Linked DNA regions of Danio rerio: region 2 is linked to region 1. The links are chromatin contacts, called in public HiCAR-type maps. All regions are on one chromosome and are shown on one strand. The core of a region is the stretch at or near the end of the contact, and the rest is flanking DNA. Distances in the headings are between cores, read along the strand shown.

Region 1 (2,700 bases), core at 154-2,653:
TGCGGCTTACCGGGGTGTCCTTTATGACCGTGTCCACAACCCTTAAACCCCCCTGTACACACAAAAACAGCACTAAGTATTACATCCAATGACACACATCTCTGTTGACATTATGAACATAATAATCAATCAGATTCATTAAACTCAAAACAACAAAACAAAGTGCATATAAGATGCAATTAAGATTTTATATGGGACTTTTGGGAGCCTCTGTGAGTTTTTATGATGCCAAAATATGAATAGTCAGAATATGATGTGTCATTTCCCCTGGGGTGGTTTGAAAGACCCACTGCTCACTGACAAATGCCAGAAATTGTTTGTTCTATTTTGACTGCTATGCCATCATGGTGAAAATAATCCATTGAAAAAGGCTTTAAGACCAAGCGGAATCCTTTGTTGTGGAGTCCAACATCGTTTTTTTTACTACTGTATTGTTTTTAAATGGAGAAAACATTTTACAAGTAACCTTTATTCTAAATCTTGGACCTTATTCTTAAAACAAAACAAAAGACCAATAAAAAGGTGTGAAGCACCAAAAGTGTACCGTATTAAAATTTATTTGAATAATATTTTGGCTAAAATAGTCAAAAAGTGTGGTTATGATGACCATCCGTCAAGCTAATTCAGATTAGTGCTTAAAATGTCACTAAAATGCAGTTTAAATTTCAGAATTCAATAGAAAATGAGGCGTACAATTGCAAAAAGATGCACTTTTGAGAAAAAGAACCACCCCTTTCACCAGGCTGTCTACAGGTCTGATGTTTTCTGTTGTAATAACAAGAAAGCTACAATTTTTAGCTTAGAGGCAGACAGATCAGACGTTAAACAATTAAGAAAATATTTTTTTTAAATAAATGTTTCCAATTTACAAGACCAAAAAGTTTGAAATCCACAAATATTAGAAGAAACATTTGTTAATTCTTAGTGTCTCTGGATTAACCAAGTCTTATTTTGAGTACTATGTTTATATTTGTTTCAATTTATGAAGGTCCGATAACATTTCTTTCAAATTTGAAGGAAAATGATTGTCATTTAGAGCATTGTGAGAATAAAAAACGTTTTATTTTTTGTGATTGAAAATCAGTATTATTTTACCAAATATGAAAATTCAAAACTCCTCTGAAATCATAAAAAATGGGGCGCATTATTTTAGTTTATGCAACAAAAAAACTACAAGAAAATACACCTTTTTATTTTAAATTTGGAAAAAATACCATCTGTACAGACAAAAACTAAAAATATATGTTTTTCTTAAACACGCAGTAATAAATCCAGAGAAGCTGAGAATATTCGAGTAGTCTCTTGATTTTTTTTATTGTAGCTGTATGTAAAGAGTACCTGGCATGGTCCCTGTGCAGCCGCAGCGAGCCTCTTTACTGCCCCCACTGGAGCAAAAGGAGCAGCAGTGGAAGATACCACTGTGACGTCTCAACTTCCTCTTCACGTTCAGCACAAATGGTGAGCCCTAGTAACCAGAGATTATCAGTCCCAGCATAACTGCTTTTTAAAGGCATTAATAATTCTTTTAAAATAATTATCAATAAATAGCTGTACTGTTTATTATCTGCACATGTACCTGGACGTGCTGTGCTTTAACACAGACCCACACTGAGTAAAGTCCAGCCTCAGCAGGGCTGTAAGACACACAGTAGGAGCCGTCGCTGTTGTCCACCACAGACGCCTCTACACTGCTGGAATATGACATCAAAGAGAAAGCTCACTGTCTGGATAATGTTATTATCTCATCTCAGATGCTGATAATGTTCAGTATTTTGACTGCAAGGTCTGCTCTTTCTCCTTGGTTATTTATTGATTGCCTCTATAAGTTCTAACAGGTCAAAATGGTCTTTTAAAATAACGCATATATGACAGCTATGAGCAGAATCCCGGAAAATAAACCTTGAAACTCTGATCAATGAATGACATGTTTAGTCTACTCGCATATGACTATCAATTTTGGTTGATTTTAAAACATTTGTCTGAAAGCAAACCACAGCAAGCAATATTGTAACAACTTTAATCCCAGTTTTAAAACAAGCCAGTTGATCTACTGGGATGAAAGCACTTATCATACAAGAAAAATAACTGAAGTAACAGGTAACATTCGGTGTTTGACATAATTTAAAGCGCATCTTTATGTCCGAGCTTTGATATAAATCAGCAATGACTTAGAGGAAAGAGCACTATAGTGGTCAATCCAAATTAAACGAGGGCTTGTGCCCCTCTTGCCCCACCCTTTGATCCGCCAGTCTATAACTAGTTTCAGGCAATTCGAATAGTTTTTATTTTCCTTTCTGAGGACACCCTTCATGAATAATAATATGCAAAAAGCACAATAAAGACACTTTAACTTATATCAAGTATAATCTCAAAAGAAAACAGCATATTTAAAAAAATTTAATCAGAATTACAATGCATTGGCTTTTGGTATGCTTCAAGTAAAGATTTAATTATTATTATTTAAATGTATTAGTGTTAATTTTTTCATATCCTCACCAGCCCTTCTTCTCCCTGTGGACTATGCTGACCATCACAGGGTCTCCACCCTGGCCCATCTGCTCTCCAGAAGTGTCCCTGCAAACCAGAGTGAACTCGCCCCGCTGACCTTCACAACCTCGCTCCACACCTGTGAGTGATTCACACCAGGACAAGTATGTGAGTGGACAGAAGAGCCAGATTCTTCTTCATTAGAAAGAAAAA
Region 2 (2,700 bases), core at 174-2,673, 240 kb before region 1:
CAAACGAATGAACATTTATATGCATTTTTGTATGTATTATATCATCTTTGCTTCATATTACAAAAAATGAATTAGCGCTTATGCGAGGTGTTTCTAATGCAGCGTCTATAGGGCTGAGAGTAAATTTGACGTTATTCTCTCCTCTGGCTGCCCCCATCAATCTCACACTATTATTTCCTTTTTCTGTAAGTCTGTAAGTAACATCACCGTGGAGGTTTTATTTTATTATTTCAGCAAACAAGATAGTACAAAAAATATTTGTTGTATTTTCCCATTAACTGAGCTCTAAGTTTACCCAACCATGAAGCCTTCCGCTACGGAGAACCTGGAAGTGTGAAAGGGTCTATAGCATTTTCAATGCTGTTTTACCTGTAAGATTTGTTTTGTTCCAGCATGGTTTAAATCAAACTTAGCACAAGCATTTAGTGAGGAGGATATTAGTAAGCAGTGCTCCATATGCTCATGTTTCATTTCTCCAGTGGTTCAGCCTCTGTGTGATGTGTAATCGCTATGCTATCATTAGGAGTTGCCAACTGACCTACCTGGTTCACTGTGACCGTGCTTGTTTTTTTTTCTTTCTACTGTAAAGTTTTTGCATTGCAACATGCTGATTTTCCAAGTGTATTGCTCGCTTTTATATCTGACTTGTGTTCTGACCTAAGGGTTATATTATACCTAAAATAATGTAATAATATAAATATATATAATAAATTTAATTTAAAATAAAATATAATAATAAAAGACACAAACACATATATATATATATATATATATATATATATATATATATATATATACATACACATATATGTATAAATTTATATATATGTGTGTGTGTATATATATATATATATATATATATATATATATGTGTGTGTGTGTGTATGTATGTATATGTATATATATATATATATATATATATATATATATATATATATATATATATATATATATATGTGTGTGTGTGTGTGTGTGTGTGTGTGTGTGTGTGTGTGTTTCACCCCCCAAATGCACTTAAAACAATTACAAGTCATGTAAATGACTAAAATTTTTATAAAGCCATTGACTATAAAGTGGTGCCATTGGGAGAACTTAAGATCCAGGATATTGATAAGCACAATAACAATCTTTATTTACCTCATTTTTTATAAATAGTTTTTCAGTAGAGTCACTTAATTTATAAATGAAGCTTGCTGAGAATAAGATTTACCATTTGTTCTTATTCCTGTTATAATAATGCAATGGTAAAATTAAGTTCTTAAAAACAAAACAACTGCATATTTCATTAGTAAAATGTACAATACATTTCCGCTAGTGGTCTTATTCAGATATGAAGGCAGAGATCAGTCAGCATGTATTCAGCAGATGATCCATGGGGTCACAGTGTGTCACTAAGAGTTGTTGAAAGAGGGCAAATGACACTCAGATCACGACCTCTGTCAGCCAGCCAGCCATCCTGTCCCGACACACACACACACACACACACACACACACACAAAAAAAAGAGGAATTTCTCCCCTCAAATCTGCTGTTTCTGCTAAATCCAGAGAACAAAACCATATGTGAAGTGGTATTTGCTGATGACGTGAAGAAGAAGAGCAGGGTGATGTGCCAGTTCACCACGACCTATAATATCAGCGTGTGCTGCCAAGAGCACAAGAGCATGAAGGCCTTCAAACAAACACACAGCACGGCTAAATGTTATTATTACTGAGACAACGGAAACGTATGCGCTGTTGCTTGTTTCAAGCTAAATACTGAGGATGTTCCTATAAAAGCTACAGGCTTCATAGCTTTAGATCAATGAATTTCACGTCCTTCAGGATTGTAAAAAGATTACAAGGTAAAACTTTTATAAAGATTAAACCAAGAACAGTTTTTATTGGTAGAGCACCAATATATGAGCAATATCACACGAGTATCAGTGCAATATGGCTGTATATGGGCACTAGCGAGAGGCGTGCAATAAATCATTTTCACTATTATTATTTCATTATTATTATTATTTTCTCTAATATTATCATCATTTTTCACTATTATCATTTTTTACTATATCATTTTCATCATTATTTTTTCACTATTATTAATATTTTTACTTATATCATTATTTTCATTTTCACTATTATTTTCACTAATATTATCATTATTATCTTTTCACTTTTATTATTATTATTATAATTTTCACTACTATTCATTCATTTTCTTGTCGGCTTATTCCCTTTATTAATCTGGAGTCGCCACAGCGGAAAGAACCGTCAACTTATCCAGCACGTTTTTACGCAGCGGATCCCCTTCCAGCCGCAACCCATCTTTGGGAAACATCCACACACACTCATTCACACACAGTCATACACAACAGACAATTTAGCCTACCCAATTCACCTGTACCACGTCTTTGGACTGTGGGGGAAACCGGAGCACCCGGAGGAAACCCACGCGAACGCAGGGAGAACATACAAACTCCACACAGAAACGCCAACTGAGCCGAGGCTCGAACCAGCAACCCACGACCTTCCTGCTGTGAGGCGACAACACTACCTACTGCGCCACTGCCTCACCCTGTTTAACATTTTACTGTAATTTATACAATCATTCATTCTCCTTTGGCTAAGTCCCTAATTTATCGGAATTCACCACAGCTGAATGAACTACCAACTTTTCTAACATATGTTTTACACAGTGGATGCCCTTCCAGCCAAA

What was found. HiCAR-type assays count read pairs that join an accessible place to other places.
Region 2: a HiCAR-type map of caudal fin shows a contact between it and region 1, with 5 times the contacts expected there. The contact joins two enhancer-like sites. A contact is called at or near these places in 2 of 18 Hi-C or Micro-C datasets (caudal fin and embryo) and 2 of 4 datasets of contacts at active chromatin or transcription factors (caudal fin and gastrula embryo).

Annotation. Positions count from the first base shown.
Region 1 is chr9:22,145,309-22,148,008 of GRCz12tu, reverse strand. trim45 (tripartite motif containing 45) reads right to left here. Exons shown (of 6, transcript XM_681301.9): 3 at 2,497-2,626; 4 at 1,577-1,691; 5 at 1,339-1,465; 6 at 1-52. It overlaps LOC141376109 (a long non-coding RNA gene), which reads left to right. Exons shown (of 3, transcript XR_012385312.1): 3 at 540-685. Among named protein-coding and RNA genes, the nearest start is that of trim45, 8.8 kb to the right of the region's middle. Within about 2 kb of position 1,403, at least 25 of the 62 cell types and tissues checked have an H3K27ac peak or open chromatin away from gene starts, as enhancers often do.
Region 2 is chr9:22,381,109-22,383,808 of GRCz12tu, reverse strand. All of the region lies in intron 2 of LOC141376109 (a long non-coding RNA gene), which reads left to right. Among named protein-coding and RNA genes, the nearest start is that of tent5c, 14 kb to the left of the region's middle. Within about 2 kb of position 1,423, at least 4 of the 62 cell types and tissues checked have an H3K27ac peak or open chromatin away from gene starts, as enhancers often do.